2 separate regions of the Hordeum vulgare genome follow, and region 1 is linked to region 2. The links are chromatin contacts, called in public Hi-C maps. All regions are on one chromosome and are shown on one strand. Each heading gives the region's core, a stretch centred on a gene start, on an enhancer-like site or on the middle of the called end of the contact. The rest is flanking DNA. Distances are from core to core; before and after follow the strand shown. Region 1 holds the start of LOC123397689. Region 2 has its middle 100 kb from the start of LOC123397690.

Region 1 (4,948 bases), core at 526-3,025, 330 kb before region 2:
CTCCTTTGTTGATCAACACAAACATTACAGACCAACATATCACAACATCTATAAAATTAGATGGGCCTTGGGCTGCTACCCAAGAGACAAAGAGCAAACTACAAGACCTTGTGAACACCCGTTCAAGAAGATGCCTTTCTTCCACAAGCAATTTCTACTAAACTGTGGACACTGCAAATTCACAGTAATTATACTGATCCAGGCATTTCATGGAGAAGGAAAGGAGAGGGTGGGTTATTTGGGGCTTCTTTGGTTACCAGGGAGGATTCCAGGCAAAAAAATATCAGAAATATTGTGAAAAGATCAAAACAAATCATAATGTTTGGACAACTAATTGCAGTGCACTATGTTCAGTCCTTCAGTATATCCAGAAGAGGAAGAAAAATAAAGTCACACAAGCAAGACAGTGTAAGGAAAATAAAGTCATACAAGTAAATAAAGCAAGAAAGAGACCTAATTGGCGAGAACTTCTATTTGGCAAGAACTAATGATGGGAAAAAAAGACAGGAACTGATATAACCTCTACTCTGGGAGAAAGCTGTGATCAGACTTCATGAATTATCATATATCCATGATATGAGGCATGCTACTCATGTTAAATCCTAAGGAACTGGGAGTACTTGCTCAGTGGCTCCAGGGGCTAAGTTACAGGCGGACTGCAGTGCCCACACACTCAAAGCAAGTGGCAACTGAATCATGGAAAAGCATTAGAGTTTAGATCGTTGCGGCTATGTATAAATAACTCTAGGATGAAACCAGAATATATAGCAATTCGATGCACATAGATGAAGCAATTGGCTCTAGCTGTTTGAGGAAAGCAATTCAGTGCACATAGATGCAGCAACTGGCTCTAGCTGTTTCAGGAACCAGTAAAATAGGACAAGGGTTTAGATGCAATCAGTTTTGTGCCATGATTAGCGATGGTTTTTTCTCAGAAGTTGTCCCCCAAGATGCAAAGCTGCAGATCAATTGCCATCGAGAAAGAGGGTTAGGAAACTGAAACCACAACATCTACAACAGATCTGTGGACAGCTCGGTTGCCTTGTGAATATAATTAGTTGAAGCAGACTCCGGTGCCATCCAAGCTTGCTAAATGGGCTGTAATGATATATGATGGCCTACCTATCCTGCCAGTGTTTAGCAAAGATACATCTATGCACAAAGTTCATCCGCGGGGAAATGGTGGGACACCTCACTCATGGCTGCTTAACAAGGTGATGGTCAACTAAACATTCGCATTGCTGAGGAAGAACTGCAGTCAGTGGGGACAAGATGCTCTCCATCCCCAGCACCCAAGAGCGGGGTGAGCATCGAAAAAACAGGCAAAGAGGAGGAGACTCGGCTAGCCTTCGCAGGTCTGGGGACATCTAGCACGTCGGTGAGAGACTGCGGTGAGCGCGTCGGAGTAGAGAGTAGGCGTAGCCGGAGGAGGAGAAGGTAGACGAGGCTGTCGCCGTCGCCGGAGGGAGGTGTAGTTGCTCGGAGGAGGCATGGAGCTCGGTCGTCGGATCAAACCTGGCGAGATCAGTCGGATCAACCTCTAGGTTTCCAACCATTCCGGTAGGATCACTCCACAGCGATCCAGTAGATGGATGGCGGGGGCCGGGGGGAGAGGAGAGAGGGACTCGAGGTGGAGAGTAACTGCGGGATTCAAGGAGGCACAATGCTTGAGGGCGCCAGTGTACCTGGGGTTCTCGTAGCGGCCGACGGCGGCGGCGGCGGCGGCGGCGGCCTCTGGACCGGTGTGTGAACGACTGCTACGTCGTGGCAAGGGATACCTCGCTGGTACTTGCCCATAGACCTGTTCGATATTGGGTTGGGCTTATTCCGTTGCCTAGTGACCCATAAAGCCCACGTAATAATGTCAGAAAGTATAGTTTTCACCGTTAAATCCATCTCAAAAGACCCTGTAGTCCTGTACTTTAAACGGGTCATTCCAAGTATTTGGCATGTAGCTCTGGCAAACGCTGCAGGCGTCGGCAACTGGTAAGAGTTGAGAATCAAACCGGGGATCTGCTGACTGACTGCGCACTGTAGTAACCACCCCACCACGGAAACGTAATGCACAAAGTTCCATCATTTTTTATCTTATCATGTTTTCTTTCTTTTTTCTTCTTTTTTGTTTTTTGTTTTAGTTTTTCTTTTTTTACAGTTTCCTTTTATCTTACCATCAATTTGGATGAACTTTTTTCTAACTAAAAGATTTTTCAAATATTTTTAAATTTTTTACAAATTCAATAAAAAAAAATTAAATTTGTTGAACTTTTTTCAAGATTGACGATTTTTCAAATTTGTGAACTTTTTTCAAAATAAATTAACTATTTTTCAAACTCGATGTTTTTTTTGACAAAGTCGATGAACTTTTATAAAAAAACAATGAATTTTATTTCAAAAATGATAATTTTTTTAAACCTTTTCATAAAGTTTTTTAAAAATCGGTGAATTTTTCTAAGTTTGTGAACTTTTCCTCAAAAAGATGAAATATTTCTCAAAATCGATAAACTTTCTTTAAGTTTGTGAATTTTTTGTCTCAACATCGATGAACGTTTTTAAATTCACAATTTCTTAAAAAGAAATAAAAAACTAGGTGATGAATAAATAGTGAGTCCATAATTGTTCTTACAATTTAGCACTACTAAATTCACGAGTGTGCAATGGTTGTGTTGGTTAGTAAGCTTAGAGCGTGACACGTGGCGGAGCTGAGAACGCGCCAAGTGGTGGCGTGTGGGAGTGATCGTTCGGAGGCTCCCGAATAAGTGCTCGCTAACTAGTTGCTCTTAGCTCGCCGATCAGCGACCTACCGCGTACCCCCCTTGCGTGCTGCTATTTGTATTGGCCAGCCCATTCCCCGATTTCATCTTATCCAGGTTTTGGGGAGGTTCTAGCCCTAAATTGTTTATTTTGCATTTCTATTTTTTCTATCTTTTTCTTTTTCCATTTGTTCTTTCTGGGTTTTTTATTTTTCTTTTATGTCTTTTCTTCTTTCTTTGTTTTTTCCAATTTGCACACATCTTTCATGTTCATGAACATTTTCTGAATCATTATCATTTTTTGAAATTCATGAACATTGTTTTGAAATTGTGAATGTTTCTAAAAATCATGATAAATGTTTAAACCATGAACATTTTCTTTTGAACGAGTGAACAATTTTTGAAATATGGGAACACATTTTTAATTTCAGGAAAAAATGTTTGTGATGAACATTGTTTGAGTTCACGAATAATTTTTGAATAAGCAAATATTTTTTGTATTCTGGGAACAATTGTTTAAATACCAGACCATTTATTGAATATTGTGAAGGTTTCATAGAAATCCATGATTTTTTTATATAATTCATGTATACATGAACTTTTTTTGGAATTTTTATTATGAAATTCATTAATATTTTTGAAAATTGTGCAGATTTTCTTAATAGATCAACTTTTTCTTGAAATCATGAATTATGTTGAATACGTGAGCATTTATCATTTCGTGAACATTCTTTTCACAATTCGCAAATTTTTTAAAACCTTGAATTATTTTTTTAAAGTAATAAAAGTTAAAATGGAAAGAAAAAAGCAAAAAAAAACAAGGGGCTTCTTACCCCGCACATAGGCCGGCGCATGAGGGAGCGGTTGGGTGCGTGCTTCATTGGTTTCCGACGCGTTGGTTGCCATATAGAAAGTACCCCTTAAACGTGTTAAAACGGATTGATCAACCCCCGAGTGTTTTTATATCATATTATAGGCTGTTTTTAGCTTTGACTGACTTGTCAAATACCGACTAGCTCATGCGGCAAGTGTATAGTTGCATGGAATTCTCATTATCTTTTCCCATTCCCCATAAAACCCTAGCGCCTCAATTTTATCGTTCGAAATAACCAAGCCCTTGAATTTCTCCACGATCTTGTCATAGACGAATCCTATGACATCAATTCCTTTTCCAGAATCGATGGCGCACCTGTCACGCCCAAGATGCGACCCTATCCTCAATTTGGCACGAAGGCCTCGTCAGGGATAGAAGCGCATCTCGTCGTGTCGCAAGAATGGATATCGTTACAAGTACATGTACTGAAAAGAAGAGATAAATACAGAGTTGGCTTACACTCGCCACAAGCTACATCAGAGTCACATCAGTACATTACATATTCATCGAGAGTAAGAGCAGGGTCCGACTACGGACGAAGACAAACGAGAAAATAAGAACGACGTCCATCCTTGCTATCCCAGGCTGCCGGCCTGGAACTCATCCTAGATCGATGAAGAAGAAGAAGAAGAATCAACTCCAAATGTACAATCAATGCGCTCGCATCAAGTAACCTTTACCTGTACCTGCAACTGGTGTTGTAGTAATCTGTGAGCCACAGGGGACTCAGCAATCTCATTTCCAAAGGTATCAGTACTAGCAAAGCTTAATGGGTGAGGTATGGTTAAGTGGTGAGGTTGCAGCAGCGGCTAAGCATATATTTGGTGGCTAAACTTACGAGTACAAGAATAAGAGGGGGAAGATCTACGCATATCGGTTGTGGCTACTGATGATCAAATGAATGATCCTGAACACCTACCTACGTCAGACATAACCCCACCGTGTCCTCGATCGGAGAAGGAACTCACGAAAGAGACAGTCACGGTTACGCACACAGTTGGCATGTTTTAATTAAGTTAACTTCAAGTTATCTAGAACCAGTGTTAAACAAAGTTTCCATGTTGCCACATAACCGCGGGCACGGCTTTCCGAAAAGATTTAACCCTGCAGGGGTGCTCCAACTAGTCCATCACAAATTACCACAAGCCGCATAGAAATCCTCAATCACGAAGCTCGCGATCTCGTCGGATTCCCTAGTGGAAAACCTCAACTCTGAGATTACCCAAAGCATCACCGGAATCCCGATGCACAAGATATCTCGTCAAAGGTAAAACTAATCCAGCAAGGCCGCCCGGCGTGTCGACGATCCCGATAGGAGCCGCGT
Region 2 (4,544 bases), core at 1,359-3,858:
AATACACACTAAATTATATTTACAAATTCATGTTTATGATGGTGAGGGCTTCCAAATGAGAACCATTTTCCAGATACGTTTTGATGAGTTTTTCAACTTGTGAAAATTGGTACGAACAACCAAAATCGTGAGCTTCAGGATCTACGACTGATAAAAATGTGTCAATTCCTAAAATTTGTTACGAGTGACCGATAAAATTGTAAATTTCAAAACCTATGACGAACAAAAATGTAAGTATAAAAAAATAAAACTTAAATAAGTGTGCTACGCATGAGCCGACTCGTCCTTTTAAAAGAGCAGCCGGGTCGCGAGCCGTCAGATTTGTGGCATCAGATGAGCCGAGCACGCCTTACCATTGCTAGTCTGCAGCAACTTTATTTGTGATGGTTTTTTTGCAACTGAGGTTTTGTAATAATTTTTTTACAACTGAGGTTTTGTTGTAAAAATGTTTTGAAATAAAGGTTTTGTTGCAAAACATAAAACTATCGTAGACCATTACAACATCGTATATGTTTCAAAAATATAATGCATATTACATAAACGCTATGCAGGTCGTCACTTGGACATGTATAAAGAGGGGGACATTGCCGCTACACTACCTTTTTGCAAAGGAAAAAGTCTATTCTAAACCCTGAACTGGTAGCGCTCCGGCAAAATAGACCCTGATGTCCAAATCCCTGTCGATTGCACCCTAAACTTCCAAATCCTGGTCTAAATCGAACCTTGAAGTGTACCACCAAACAAGGATTGGTGATGTGGCAACTTATGCCCGAAAATGGTTGCGTTGCGGACGTACTGGACCCTAATTTGCGCAGATGGACTGGGCCGGCCCAATGTTTCACGCGGGTGGACAGGCCCGCGAGGCAGAGGAGGCATTTATGACCTTGACCGCTCCGTGTCTTCCCGGCTTCGACCTCTCTCTCTTGCGCGGCAGCAATGGCGACCGGCAGGTGAACGGCTCCACGGCGACGATCGTGACGGCGGGGCGGCGCAAACAACTTGAGGTAGACATCTCGATGCCCTCCTCCTCCGATGCCCGTAGTTTAGGGAGAAATCGAATCGGATGGATTCTCACCTGTGCATCCACGCAGGCGTAGTATCGCCTGCCTGGATTCTGACGGCTCCACGAGATCCAACAAGGCGCCTTCCTACGAGGGTCGCACCTGTAGTACTTAGCAGGCTCATACGCCATGGCGTCTTCGCGGTAGCGGACCGGCGAGCGCACATCGGCCCCACTCCTTCCTGAAGCTCGACGGAAGCCGGGCGCGACAGAAGTACTCGACGACCACGACATCTCCCTCTCTGCCGCCGGCGCCAGCCACCGCCGCCCCGCTCTGATTTGTCCTCCCGCCCTGCTTTGCTTTACTCACCGGCGTGATGAACCCTAATTTCGTTCCCCAACTGTCAGCAAATTGGTTCTACTAATCGATGCTATTTGTTCTCTACTTTATAATGCATCGGAAAGATAGATGTGTATTTTTTTATGGACAAATTTTAAACTAAATATACATTTATTTATGGACCAAGGGAGTACATGAGTAGGCAACGAAATGCTCAAGCCACGCAACGACATAAATATGGAATCCACGAATCCATCTCATGCCTGCGACGAGATCTTGTGGAACCTTTTTGCTTCGACCGATTGACCTCCATGCTCACAGGAGGAGGAGGAGGCTAGCAATTGAAGACGGCATTACTGTGCGTGTCTGCATGCTGCATGCGTGGTAATCAGCTACTCGTGAGCTTGCAAACAATGGATACTACTCCCTCCGTTCCTAAATATAATTCTTTCTAAAGGTTTAACTAATGAACTACATACGGATGTATATATACATACTCTAGAGTATAGATTTATTCATTTTGCTTTGTTTGTAAACATCTGGTGAAATATCTTAAAAGACTTATATTTAGGTACTGAGGGAGTAGTACTAGTATGATTTGTTAGGGCATCTCCAATGGTTATAAGATAGTTGTTGGTAATTTTGACACATAGGATTTTTGATGATGTGTCATGCAATAAATGAGGAAAGAGAGCAAGGTTGTATGTAAATTAACCAACACCCTTGCACAAGCTCCAATGTAGAATGAGAGAGCACCTTATTTATTACATCACATCTTATTGGGCAAACTAGATACAACCCATTGGAGTAGTTGTATGTTAAGGTGTTGGTTGATGACATGGCATATTTTACTAACAACCTAACCAACAAACTGTTGAAGATGCCCTTATATCGAGACAGACCGAGGGAGGCCATGCATGTGATTGCTCACTCCCGTGCTAGGCTCCTATAGGTAGGGATTGAAATAGCTAGGCAACGTTGGGAAAGACACAGAGAGAGAGAGAGGTAGAGAGATCAATGCGGGAGTAGTGTATGCATTGTGCTTGGGACATGCGCATGCACGCGCGCGAGAGGGCATGGCATGCAGACCGGACGGTTCAGGAGGCGGATGTTGAGAATATGACCCCTTCCCGTTTCCCCGTAATGCGAGTGAAGAGAGATGGGACGCTACAAGCCTGCGTCGCGCGCATTACTCCTCACGGGATAGAGATGGAGTACTAGTAGTAGCTTGCTACGCAGAGGGCCGGATAGAGAGGAGCTGCAGATTGGCGCTGTTGCTGCGTTGGGAAGTGCCAACTGCCGAGCGTAGGCTTCCTAGGAGCTGCAGAGGCTAGCTGCCACCGCGGCCAGGCCAATGGCATTTTTAATGAGCAGTAGCGGAGGAAACAACGTCCAGGCGCATTTCATGTCCATTTCTTTTTTCATTTTTACTTATTTTCCATCTCATTTTTTATCCAAGAATACAGTTTTGTTGCTGTCGACTTGTTTGTACGAAGGCACTGCGTGCAATGCAGGGACGGGGAACCTGAGCCGGAGTTGGGTGGAGCCGGCTCCCGACGTTGATTGACTTTTCTTCACGGCAAATCTCTGCCCAAGAGATTTGAACCGGGATCGTCCCTGATACGAATTAAAAACGCTGCCGGCTGGGGAAAACGATGGCGTTCGATTAGGCACGAGAACTTGGCAATCAGAACCAAGGTGACAGAGCTAGCCGAGCCGAGCGGACGCCGTCGGTAACACGAGACCAGAAATGTCCAAGGCCCGTGCGCGCATGGAGCTCCTCATACGCCAAGGGAACGCGAACAGGAGACGTCGGAGTCCAAAAATCTCTCCCTAATAATAAAGCACGCATTGCTTCTTCCGTCCGTCGTGGTTGTTTTGTAGAAAATCCCTTGAAGTTTTCCAAAATCAACCCGCAGTCCGTTTTAAGTGAGAAACAATAAAGATCTCAAGTAATGATTATTAGGTTAAGACGTGTTGTATGATTTGCTTCTGTTGCAACGCACGGACTCTTTTGCTATAATAATAAAAGAGCTACCGCTTCTGTCGTTCGTTGCGGAATTTGCCCCTAGACTTCGCAGGAATTACGCCCCTATGCCACCGGTGAGTGGAAAAAACGATTTGTTTTCCTTTTTTTTGGAGTCAGGCGTTCGTCCATTCTCCATTTAAAATAATACCTGAACAAATCACAGTTCCACGCGCATCCCACTGATCTGAGTCATGCTCTTTCATCCGGATACCTGAGTTCGATCCCTGTTGCTGCCTTTCTTAAATTATTATTTTTGCTTTTTAATTTCAGTATCTCCTTTACCTCTTTTTTTTGGGATTGTATTACATTTCAGGTTTTGGTGTCTAAAAATTTCAGTACAAAACAAAATCTGACAGTATATGCCATTTAGAGGAGTATTGCTGTCAAAATAAACTTTTTGTTTTGTCTCTCAAGTTTTCTAGTTTTCTTCTAGATTTGAATATGTTGTTGGTAGTTTGCATTCATAGATTTTTCGTAGCAACTGACAGAATATATTATTATCAAATCCATAACTATACCATAATAGTAAATTCCACCAAGAGCTCGGGCGAGCGAACTGTCACTGGGTCACATATCCTCATTTTTCTCCATCAAGTTTCATTAGATGAAAATGTAGACGTTGCAATATTTAGATTTATTGTGTGTGTCGACTCTAGATAAGTTCGCTGATTCAAGAAAAATATTTTAAAAATGTTCACATTTTAAGAATATATATTTACAAATAGTCTAAAATGTTCATGAATGCAAAAATATATTCCTGATTTTAGAAAATGTTCGCGAACTTGAATTTTTATCACAATTTCAAATATTTTTCAAAAATATGATTTCACAAAAATGAAAGTGATAATGTATTTTTCGGTGATGTAGCAAAATATGGTTATCGCCGTTGAAAATTATGATGTTTTTTCTTCCGTTGCAACGCAAGGGCCATTTTGCTAGTAAAAACTAAAACTCCAGACATATCATGCGGGGTTCCATGGGTAACCAACATCTCATGTCAACGTTTCAAAAAGAAAAAGAACATCTCATGTCAAACGAAATAGCGGGCCTTGGGCAGCTCCTACAACTGACATTCTCAATGGACTGGAAAACGGGCACGACGAGCAAGTGAATGCACATGAGGACATCATGTTTTCAGGATCCATCATGTTTCACGACAAGCAAATGCCTTCACA

The links. A called contact is a pair of places that touch in the nucleus more often than the background predicts.
Region 1: a Hi-C map of seedling shows a contact between it and region 2, with 7 times the contacts expected there. The contact joins the promoter of LOC123397689 here to the enhancer-like site in region 2. A contact is called at or near these places in 2 of 6 Hi-C or Micro-C datasets (leaf and seedling) and 1 of 1 datasets of contacts at active chromatin or transcription factors (embryo).

The regions. Positions count from the first base shown.
Region 1 is chr5H:98,973,704-98,978,651 of MorexV3_pseudomolecules_assembly, reverse strand. It overlaps LOC123397689, which reads right to left and starts at 1,775. Exons shown (of 5, transcript XM_045092227.1): 1 at 1,686-1,775.
Region 2 is chr5H:98,643,850-98,648,393 of MorexV3_pseudomolecules_assembly, reverse strand. No RefSeq gene overlaps it. Among protein-coding and RNA genes, the nearest start is that of LOC123397690, 100 kb to the left of the region's middle. Within about 2 kb of position 2,608, at least 1 of the 3 cell types and tissues checked has open chromatin away from gene starts, as enhancers often do. A contact at or near this core is called in seedling, where this site is marked.